2 separate regions of the Xenopus laevis genome follow, and region 1 is linked to region 2. Evidence: chromatin contacts called from public Hi-C data. All regions are on one chromosome and are shown on one strand. Each heading gives the region's core, a stretch centred on a gene start, on an enhancer-like site or on the middle of the called end of the contact. The rest is flanking DNA. Distances are from core to core; before and after follow the strand shown. Region 1 has its middle 4.2 kb from the start of cttnbp2nl.L. Region 2 overlaps cttnbp2nl.L (CTTNBP2 N-terminal-like protein).

Evidence for each region. A called contact is a pair of places that touch in the nucleus more often than the background predicts.
Region 1: a contact with region 2 is called in a Hi-C map of the XL177 cell line, with 5 times the contacts expected there. The contact joins two enhancer-like sites. A contact is called at or near these places in 3 of 4 Hi-C or Micro-C datasets (the XL177 cell line, the XTC cell line and animal cap).

Annotation. Positions count from the first base shown.
Region 1 is chr2L:77,749,185-77,754,999 of Xenopus_laevis_v10.1, reverse strand. No RefSeq gene overlaps it. Among protein-coding and RNA genes, the nearest start is that of cttnbp2nl.L, 4.2 kb to the right of the region's middle. Within about 2 kb of position 3,214, at least 1 of the 7 cell types and tissues checked has an H3K27ac peak or open chromatin away from gene starts, as enhancers often do.
Region 2 is chr2L:77,672,638-77,678,731 of Xenopus_laevis_v10.1, reverse strand. cttnbp2nl.L (CTTNBP2 N-terminal-like protein) reads left to right here. Exons shown (of 5, transcript XM_018246608.2): 5 at 3,350-5,672. The coding sequence ends at 4,816. Among protein-coding and RNA genes, the nearest start is that of cttnbp2nl.L, 72 kb to the left of the region's middle. Within about 2 kb of position 4,326, at least 1 of the 7 cell types and tissues checked has an H3K27ac peak or open chromatin away from gene starts, as enhancers often do.

The sequences.
Region 1 (5,815 bases), core at 1,965-4,464, 77 kb before region 2:
CGCTTTACCTGCATTTAAAGAAGGTATAGAGATCCACATTAGTTAGCTCACAACCCATGTATTATTATATATGATACCCCCATGCATACATATTTCAACAAAGTTTAAGAGTGTAAAGGTGGCCATAGACGTTAAGATTTTTCAACCAATTTTCGTGTGATCTAACAAACCTGTTAAATTATTGGAAGGTTATTGGGCACCGAACGATCATGCCTCTAATGATTTTCATCCAACATTGGTGAAAATCAGTCGGTCCAGTTAGAACATTTTCATTGGTGGCAGTTAAATGTTTCCATTGTCCAAGTGTTTGCAGGGCCAAGCAGGCAGCTACCCAAAGTTCCCTAGCTTTAACTAGATGATATTGCTTGAAATGGTATTTTTCGTTGACAAATCGTGCATTTAACGATGGTTTCAGTTTCTACTATAAAGAAAAGATCTTTTAAAATCTTAACATCTATGGCCAGCTTAAGAGTAAATGCACCAGAGCACACAACTGTATATACTAATACATTATTTTCTACTAATTCATATTTCACCTCCAACTAAGTGAAATACCATTTCACTAGACCGAATACAATAAATCCTCATCTCAACAAGCCACCAAATAATGTAATTTAAAGCAATTTTATTTTTTATACGGCTTTAGTTCCTTCAGCTGTTCTTTACTCCTCTCTCGCCTGGATTGCATTGTTTTAAATATGCAGCTTTCTTTCTCTATTTGGCTATGATACTCACAGCAGGTTTTGCCCACCACAATTTTTGGCTTGCTGCAAAGTGAATAAAATTTCCCTGTACTGCCTGTCATGGTGTTAATTGGTAATCAACTACAAGCACCAGTACTAGTTTTTTTCAGCTGTCAAGGACTAATCTGGCCTTTAAAGTCTGGCACTTTATTGTAATTGCACTGTAACACTGTAGAAAAATGCAAGTGTAAATTTCAGTTTATGGAACACTGAAACATGCTAAGCAAAATTCCAGAAAAAGGGAGTGGTGGGTTTCAAGCCATCCATAGTAGTGGTGATTGTAGTGGCGCAGAGGGGTAAGGAGGCTTGTGACCAACCAGCAGTGGGATGGGATGGTGGAGCAACGGACCTTGGGCAGTAGCAGAACTTGGCCTGGCACCTGGCACTTATATGTGCTGCCACTACAGGAGTGCAGGTGCAAGTTTCTCCTCTCAGAGAACAAACATTTTTAAAATTAGAGTTCATTACTGCCTATACCTAAGTACCATTTGGGCACAAAATGTGTAAGACCGTAGACTGTGGGGGTTTGTATATTTAAGAGATGTTATAATAAAGATATTTTTTACTTTTTAAGATTTTTGGAGTGCCAAATTAATGTGCATATTTCTGTTAGGGCAACCCATTGATACTGGGGCTCTTTCTGCACCCAGGTGCTCATTTACTACAGCACAAGTTATCCTTCAGCTTTTCATAATTTGTTATTGCTTCACGTTTGTAGCTTCAAGTGTATATTCAAGTATACAGATGACTATAGCCAGCTTTCTGTAATAGCAAGCAGATGAATCAAGCAGGAGAAAACAAGATCATGGACAGTAGTTATTGTATTGTATTGTATTAGCGAGTGAGTGGGCATTCCATCAAGTACAGGGGAAGAACGGAAAAGAGGGAGATAAATGTGTATTAAGTTGCTGTGGTTCTTTTGATGAGGATAGAAGAATTTAGTGGGGCGTATATGGGAGCAAACACGGATACTGTATATCAAGGACCTGGGTGTGATTGATATACCCTGATACTAGCAGCAGGAGTGAGGTAAGGTAATACATAAATACAGGTAAGAGGAAGATGGATGACTGAATTCTTTGGAGGCAGGCCTGGACTGGCAATCTGTGGGTTCTGGCAAATGCCAGTGGGGCTGCTGTAAGTTGCCATAGACACTCTATATTTATTGAGCTGGTGGAGAGCTGTTTTGGCCTCTATGTTTGAGCCTCTGTCAGTGATGGACTGGCCAACCAGGATACCAGGAAAACTCCCGGTGGGCCCAGGTGTTAAACATTTGGCCTATTTCATGGTCATATCCTATTTCTATAATGCTAAATATAAACAATAATAGTTTATAGAATGTAAAGAATAGAGATGAAAAGAGGTTGAGTGAGGAAAGGAAGAATAATAGTACTGAGAGTGGGCCCCTGGTCTAAGGTTTTTTGGTGGGCCCCTGGTGTCCCAGTCCGACACTGGCCTCTGTGTACCTAAAATGCCAGGGCCTTTCAGTCCAGACCTGTTTGGGAGATTGCTAGATATTGGGGCCAGGGACTGTAGATAAGCAAATGCCTGGGTACCTGAGTGGAGATATGTGGGAAGAATAGAGGGGATCGGGATATTTTAATGGCGCAAGGGAGTAAGTAAGGAAGACTGCATAAGGCAGTAGTGGTCCTGCTCATCCAAGAGATGAGATGCATATGATAATAAGTGGCAAGTGTATGAAAATGTGCAGGTAAAAAATAACAGCATAGCAGGGTAAAGTAATGAGCAGGTAATAGTAGGCAAAGTTAAATGTCTAGTATTATATGTTCATGCTAGGTAATTAAAAGAAATACAAACTGGAAGTTGTCAGTAATGGGGGGGGGGGCAAAGGCTACAATATAAAAATGGCCCAAAAATACAACTAATTTATATACATGAATTTATATTTATGAATTTATAAACAATATTTTGAATATGAAGGCTAACAGGTACAACAATCAAGTAGTAAATATATGGTTGCAATTACAGAACTCATGGTGTACCTCTATATTTAGGACCATATTTATTATGCTGTGCTAAACCAAATTTGCTGAAAAACAGTGTAAAATGCTGTGTAAGATAAGTGGCGAATTTATCAAGGTGTGTGTAATTTTTACGCCATGCGAATGCCAGATTTGCCATCAGACGTCACGCTAAGAAAAAACGCATAAAAATTGTTTGTTTTTTACACAGCATAATACATATGCCCCTTAGAGACTCAAACTATAGAATTTTTAGAATGTAAACCTACCACCCTGCAAGTGACTGCAGCCAACTGCTGTGAGGTGAGCCTTTCAAGACTATGAGCAACTCAAATGTGACATCTGTTGGCAGAATCAAAACGACACTCTTTTTTAACAAAGGTAACCTGAGACAAAAGTTAATGCAGATTTTGTCTGGACACTGTGAGAGACACTGTGAAATAACCCTGCTTGCATCTGTATGAAAGGATAGCATCTGCTTTCACTCGCCCTCCCTGTGACAAAGTAAGCTAAGCCACAATAGCAGAGGGAGGGGCTCTAACTCCTGTCCTGAAAGAACTCATAGCTGTAACTGATACACTAAGAGCCAAAAGGCCATATTTGCGTCTAGTAGGCAATATTAGAAGCAATCTTCTTAGGTCTGACCCTGTATGAATAAATATTTATTTATTTATTTATTTATTTATTTATTTTTATATGACTCTTTACAGAAATGATATAAAACACTACCCCTGCATAGCTTTCAATCTTAAGTCCCTGTCATATTTACACCTGCCTGTATAATTTAGAGATAAAAACAGAACACGCAGAGAAAATCCACACAAGCATGGGGAGAACATACAAACCAATAGAATATGGAGAAGCCACACACCACACACTCCCAAAGGTTCTTATCCTGGTGCCCAGTGATAGAGGAATCGGCAGCCTCACAACAAGGGTAAGAAGAATTTCACCGGCACACAGGAATTGTAGTAGCAGGGCAAGCCCTTGCAATTTTATTATGCAGTAGTGCAACGTTTCGGGGTCACGCCCCTTTGTCAAGCAACATACAAACTCCTTACAGATAGCGTCCTGGCTGAAGTCAGACCTCGGACTCCACAACTGCACGGTAATAGTGCCAGCCAGGGGTGCTGCTAGCATGAAGCTAGATGAAAAACATAGACAGCAAAGATTTCTATGCTCCTCAGCCAACAAAAAGTTGCTGATACAACTTTACACTCAACAAAGCCCCCCCTTTCTCTTATATACATCTGACATTAATTTATGCATAACTTTCTTTAATAAATTTAGATAAACATATTCATGTAGTTAACGTTTTCATAACTACAAAAGCATGGGAGTATTGATTTTGCTTGAAAAAAAAAAACACTTCAAATTCCCATTTAATTAATAAATACAGATATGGGACCTGTTATCCAGAATGTTCCAGAGCTTGTATTTTCCAGATAAGGTTACTTCCTGTAATTTGGATCTTGATACCTTAATTAATTATAATAACATATAAACATTAATTGAGCTTAATAGAGTGTTTTGCTTCCAGTAGGGATTTATTATATCTTAGTTGGGATTAATTACAAGGTACTGTTTTATTATTACAGGTAAAAGGAAATAATTTTTAAAATTCTGAATTATTTCATTAAAATGGAGTCTATAGGAGATGGTCTTCCTCTAATTCTGAGCTTTCTGGATAACAGGTTTCTGGATAACAGATCCCATACCTGTACTGTGCAATGGATATCACAGAAAAAAGGATACATTTAGCTGTGTGCACTGACAATTATATGTGTTATCATGTATCCACATTCCTTGGGGATTCTACAGACAGCATGGGGAGGAAGCAAATGAGTTTATCACATTAATAAGGAAAGTTTTCCAGATGTTGTCAATGCAGAAGCAGCCTACAAGGAGGTGAGGAGATATTAGCTGCTAGTTCATAATTTGTAGAAGACCTGTGGTGATGCCACTCTTATGTGACCTGTAATGTCACTGTCACACATTTTATATTTAAAACTATAAGCAGAAACAGATTTAGAGTCGCTGCCCAATAGGACACATGTTACATCAGCAGATACAGTAGTCTGCATATGTGGTGGTCTATTTATTACCACGCTCTGAGCTGTGTGTTCATGTTTGTTTTATTGGGGGGAGGGGCAGTTGTATTGTGTATGGCTGTAAGACTTTAAAGGGATACTGTCATGGGAAAAAAAGTTTTTTTCAAAATGAATCAGTTAATAGTGCTGCTCGAGCAGAGTTTTGCACTGAAATCCATTTCTCAAAAGAGCAAACAGATTTTTTTATATTTTAAATTTTGAAATCTGACATGGGGCTAGACATTTTGTCAATTTCCCAGCTGCCCCTTGTCATGTGACGTGTGCCTGCACTTTAGGAGAGAAATGCTTTCTGGCAGGCTGCTTTTTTTCCTTCTCAATGTAAGTGAATGTGTCTCAGTGGGACATGGGTTTTTACTATTGAGTGTTGTTCTGAGATCTACCAGGCAGCTGTTATCTTGTGTTAGGGAGCTGTTATCTAGTTACCTTCCCATTGTTCTTTTGTTTGGCTGCTGGGGGGGGGGAAATGGAGGGGGTGATATCACTCCGACTTGCAGTACAGCAGTAAAGAGTGATTGAAGTTTATCAGAGTACAAGTCACATGACTTGGGACAGCTGGGAAATTGACAATATGTCTAGTCCCATGTCAGATTTCAAAATTTAATATAAAAAAATCTGTTTGCTCTTTTGAGAAATGGATTTGCAGAATTCTGCTGGAGCAGCACAATTGATTCATTTTGAAAATTTTTTTTTTCCCATGACAGTATTCCTTTAAAGGGAGATTTAGGCATATCAGTATGTGAGTGGGGTGGGTTAGGAGCCCTTAAATATGTAAATGGTTGTAAAGAGTTGGGGCAGTGTGTGGGACCCCTAGGTATCAGTATGGCCATTGGGGTAGGGGAGAGTTGAGAAAGTGTGTGGGGACCTTAGGTAAGTTTATGGACATAGGGATGTTTGGACAGTGTATTAGGGCCCCTAGGTATGTGTATGACCATGAGGACAAATCAGGTAGTGTGTGTGACCTCTCTAGGTATGTTTATGG
Region 2 (6,094 bases), core at 3,077-5,576:
GCAACCTTAACCCATTCCTTCCCTTCCTTGAACTCACTTAGCCATGGACTTAATTTTTGAGTTGCCACCATCAGAGGAAAACACTGCTATATGGGTAGTTATTGACCTCTTCAGTAAAATGGCACATGTCATCCCTCTTAGGAAACTTCCCTCGGCAGTTGAATTCTCTCAGCTTTTCATCCAATATATCTTCAGTCTACATGGCTTCCCAGTGGATATTGTTTTGGACAGAGGTTCCCAGTTTGTGTCCAAGTCCCTGTGTAAAGATTTGGGTATTGTTCTTCACTTCTCCTCTGCTTACTATCCTCAATTCAATGGAGCAGCTGAGAGAGTAAATCAAGCACTGGAACAGTTCCTGAGAAGTCACGTATCCCTCTGTCAGGATGACTGGTCCGATCTACCCCCTGGGCAGAATTTGCTCATAACAATACTAACCATGTATCCACTGGTAGGTCGCTATTTCTGACAATGTATGTATGGACAACATTCTCCTAGCTTTTCCTTTCAAAAAAATGTATTCAAACTCCTATTTTATCACATTAGTCAAGCAAAATGAACTTAAATTACATAAATTATTTGAATCTTGTTGCCTTCAGTCTGGGAATTCATAATTATAGGAAGCAAGCAGGAGCCATACATCATCTCAGAATCATGTTTGTGCACCAGAATGGGGGACCCGATGTCCATCCTCATGCCCTGGCTACACAATTATGCCTAAGGCATAGAAGGGGGGCAGACAATATTTGTTTGACAGCTGAGATTTTTAAATGAGCTTACAACAGCTATGAATGCTTTAATAAAAAACAGAAATTGGATTTCATGTTTAATTTGAAAATTATTATATAGCTTTTTAGGTCTATTATACACTTTAAAATTTCCTCTTGTTGGATGTTCCAGCTGCTGATGATCATGAGGCCCACATGTCTAAAATTTCTTCTGCCACTAAGACAAATTTGGAGAAAAGTACTATGTCCTACAAATACTGTGCTGAACCTGGAAGTCTTCTCCCCAGTATACAGTAGGGGAAAAAGTTTGGCTTTTCCTGAGATGTGAATCTCCAATGTTTTTCATGTGTCTTTGGTAAAACCGACTATCGCTATTTGCTTCTCCTCTGATCTGCCTCCTCCTTCTTCTGTCACCGTAGATGACGTACAAGAATATGAAGTGGAATAGATCTTGGACTCAAGATTCTCCAGAGGGTCACTTCAGTTCCTGATAAATTGTAAGGGTTTTTATCCAGAGGTATGTTCCTGGATAAATATACACTGATGTCCATGCTCCCTGTTTGTTGCGGGAATTTTACAAAAAGTTTCCTCATAAGCTGGGACATGGTGGTCCAGTGGCCCCCCTGGGGGAGGGTATACTGTCAGGAGCGCCCCAATGAGGAGCGTGCCGCTTCTTAGGCAAGATGGTGTAGCCGTGTTGTGGGCGTGACACCAATGTGCCAAAAAAAATTAAGAGACGCTGAAGTCACAGGTTCAGTGCCCTATTATAGGTCAGCCCTGGTTGCTGCTTAATTCTTCTAATATTGATTCCTGGATTTATGACCCCTCACTTTTACCCTGACACTGATCCTTTGCTGCCTGCCTCCTGAATTTCTGCCTGAACTTTGACTTCGCTCACTTCTGAACCCTTTGGCTACCGTGAACTGGAATTAACCCTAGTGCTTCCTGCTTGGTCCAGACATCTCCATATAGGAGCTGCAAGGCCCCCTGACAGGTGGAAATCTCTACAACCTCCATCACATGCTGAATGGATGGCCCTAGTAGAAGAGAAAAGGAAAATAGAGGAAATAACTTATATGATATATAATAGAAGTAAAAAATATTGGAACATATGGAAACCTTGGCTTAAACACGTAAAAGACAAAGGAACATTAAAACAATAAAGTTGTTCTCTACTAGTACAAACCCTTAGACCAGGGGTGTCCAAACTTTTTTACAACGAGGGCCAGATTTGGTGAAGTGAAAATGTGTGGGGGCCGACCATTCTAATTGTTCCATTATCTGGGAGCACAAAAGAAAGGGAGGCCCCAAAATGGACAGGGCAACTCTAATGTACAATAGTTTGTTTCAGCTTATACTTGAGGGGATAATAAATAATTATTTACCACACAAATCAGCCCTGACAAGCTTCCTGCATCTGCACCAGAACGATTACATAACACTGTGCCTAACCATAATGCTCATACAGGCCTGGACTGGCAATCTGTGTACAGGCTACTTGCCTGGGACTGGCAAACTTCCCCCCTTTCTCCTCCACCCCTCTGTAGCTCACTCTGACAGCCAGAGAGAGAAGTTGTGGAGGAGTGTGTTGTGTGAGTGCAGAAGAACAGAAGTCTCCTGCACAGACTGACTCTGACTGAGTTTTACCTCGTAGTCATGGTGAATGGCAGCACACTGCAGCAGGCAGCCTCTCTCAGTCTCCTGAGACGTCCACACGCTGTCTCCCCAGTCCCCACCCAGTTTCCAGAGGGCAGGCTTACAGTCTGACTCCAGCCAGCCAGAGTGAAGCCGTGGGGAGGGGGGCGTGCCTGGGCAGCACAGCTCTAGTGACGTCCACACTCTCACACACCCAGTCTCCTCACAGGCCAGCCAGCGAAGTGGGGGGCGGGGCATGCCGGCACAGCAGCAGCAGCAGCAGCAGTCTCTCTCCTCTCCAGGGACTGTAATCAGAGGGAATGAGGTGCCTGCCGTGCTGGACGTGGTGACGTTTACAGCGCTGCGCCGCCTCCCAGTTAGTTAGTTGGTCTGCGGTCGCTGGGAGATTAGGTCTTGGCTTGCTCCCTGTATCTTTTAGGAATTTGATGCGGGCCAATTTAAAATGGATCGCGGGCCGCAGTTGGCCCGCGGGCCGTAGTTTGGACACCCCTGCCTTAGACTTTAACTTGCTATTATAGGCTTAAACTCCACAATTTTATATTTAGAATATGTATTAGAACCCAGTTTAAGGAATATTGCTGTATAATGAGTGGTTAAAACTTTGTTTTCATGACTTGTATACTACTTGAGTTAAAAGTTCCCTCCCCTTTTGTTTTCTGTATCTCCCTTATTTTTGTTTATTTCAAAAGAATATAAAAAAAATTAAAGTCCATGAACTCAACTTTCCCGGTGGCCAGTTTGCAGATTCTCTAGAAAGGTCAACATGTGCATGAAAAATGTTGTGATAAAGTATTTTGTAATTGTCGTTCTTGCTATGTTTTTAATTGTTTGTTGCTGTACATGTATGCTGGTGCAATAACAAAATTCTAGTGTAATCTTACGTGGCTTTGCTTTTTTTTAAAAAAAAAAACTGTTACATTCCTACATGTCTTATATTCTTACATATATATTTGTATCTCTATATTTAGCTGGAATTTGAGAAGTCTCAAGTTAAAAAATTGGAAAAAGAGCAGAAAAGGCTTTCTAGTCAGCTGGAGGAGGAGAAAGCCCGTCACAAGCAACTGTCATCTGTTCTTATGAAAGAGTGTACAAAAGCCAACAATAGGGCAGTGGAGGAAGGACAGAGAGTGGAAGATGTTAACCTAAAGCTGGAAAAGGTTAGAAACAAAGTGAGCCAGCTAGAAGAAGAGTTGTCTCTTGAAAAGAAACGAGGCTTGCAGATGGAAGCACAGGTGGAAAAGCAACTTTCAGAGTTTGATATTGAGAGAGAGCAACTGAAAGCCAAGTTAAATAGAGAAGAAAATCGCACGACAACTTTAAAAGAAGAACTGGAGTCCTTAAAAAAGTCCTTGAAAGAGCTGAAGACCACCAACCAAGTTCCAGTGCCTTCATCCAAGGAAATAAGTGAGCTGGTGTCTATTGGTGTATCAACAGAGAAAGCTGACTTCGTTTCTGTGTCATGCCAGACCGAACCCTTCCAAAATGAAAAATGTCACACGGATGTTTCTGCAAAATCCAATATCCCCTTTTTAGCTCCATCTAAGATTCCTCAGCCATATTCCAAAATAAATGGGCACTGTAATACATCAACACAGAACAATGAGCCCATTTTAAAATTAAACGTGGGAGACAACCAGAAAGAAAAGTGCAATGCATCAGACAGTCTGTCTGACAATGGGAACTCCCCAGTCAGAGTAGAGTCTCCTCTGCATATGACAGGACACCTTTCTTCAAGTGGTGCTTCTTCCTCACCCATCAGTACAGCAGCTTCCTCCTTAACTTCTTCTCCATGCTCTTCTCCAGTGCTTTCACGCCGTCTGATTGGAGCAACAGCCAACAGTCCTGGTTATCAATCTTCCTACCAAGTTGGTATCAACCAGCGCTTCCATGCTGCCCGCCACAAGTTCCAGTCTCAGGCAGAGCAAGATCAACATGTTACTGGTTTACAGAGCCCCCCTTCCAGGGACTTGTCTCCAACCTTAGCAGATAATTCAGCAGCCAAGCAGCTTGCACGCAATACTGTGACTCAGGTGCTATCCCGCTTCACCAGCCAACAGACCTCCAGCAAACCTGTACCTCCCAACAGCTCACCTTTTGGCACAGATTATAGAACCCTTGCCAATGCTGCCTCTAATCAGAAGAGTGATGGAAGCCATTCCCCAAACCCTTTGAAAGTTTCTAGCCCTCTCAGTCCTGTATCACCTGGAATTAAATCACCAACCATATCTCGGGTTGAACGAGGAAACCCCCCACCAATTCCTCCAAAGAAACCAGGGTTAGCTCAGTCTCCAGCATCTCCCATACCACCATCCAAAGCAACCAACCAATCATCTGCTTTGGCAGCCTCAGTGGAGGTTTCAGATACCTACTACTCCAATAACGGAGTCTTCACAAATGGAAAAGAAATTGAAATCATGCTTCCATCTGATAGCTAGTTTCACCCCAGTCTTGTGAGGACATTGTTCCATGACTTAATAACACTGTCAGACCATTGTGTCTGAATTGTGCTATACAATTAAGATGATCAAAAGTATGTTATTTATTTTAATAATCAAAAACATTTTCCCATATCCCCGATTTCATATTCCTTTCCTTTTTCTGTGGAAGTATTATTTTTAATTAGAAAACATTTCCAGGAACTTTCTGATAACCTAGAGCATAAAATGCAGTCTTAATACCCAATAGAAAAGCAAAAGACTTTTTTTTAAAATTCATGCATCTTGAGTGGACAAGAGTGTTTTAAAAATTGGGTTGCTGATAATTAAGAGAACCAAGTAATGTCTGGCAGTTATAAATTTATCTCTACCAGCATCTTTTGATCCTGATTACCAGATATCTGTGATTAATTGCCTGCAGAAAGGTCTGTCGGTGTATTTCAGAGTAAGTAAACAACTTTGGTGTGGGAATCTATACCAGCTTGCCAGTATATATATATATAAAATCTCCCTGCAGGCAGCACTCCGCTTGTAAAATTTACGTAAACAGTTTAAATATTTTAAAGAAAGACCAGTAACAACAAGATATCTGTGTGTGTGTGTGTGTATATTATATATATATGTGTGTGTGTGTGTGTGTGTGTGTGTAGAGAGAGAGAGAGAGAAGGAGATTTTGTATTTCGTGTTCTTTAAGCTTTAATTAATTAACTTCCCAATTCAATTAATCCTGCGTTTTAACACTTTATGCACAGGCACTAGCGCAGCAGTAAGGATGTGTGAGCTCTCCAGTGGTCATGGTTGCTTGGGGCTAACCATACTGCTGTAGTTGTTAAATAAAGAACCAGTTTGCCAAATGTTTCCTTATGTAGCCTTTAACTGTCTAATAGATGAACAGGTTTACGTAAGGTTGATGGTTTATAACAATACATACTAGCTGTGAACAAAAATGGACTGATCTGCCTGAATGTTAAACAGCCTGCTTAAAATTATTGGGAAGTGTTTCTCTTGTTGTTTTAAAATTATTGCCATTTTCAGTTCAAAACTTTTTAGTGCTTCCTTTCCTGGTAAGTGAAAGAATATTGCCAGTGACCACTAGGTGCTGCTGTTGACTTACCAGATCTAGATTTCTGAACCAAGGTTTAAATGCAAAGGATACAAAACACAATTATATCTGCATACAAATGTTTGCAGAACCCTTTATAATGAATTTCAATATTATTGGTGATGTCAGAAGAAATTGTGTTAAAAAGACATTCTGCAATATCAGTAAAGGAATCC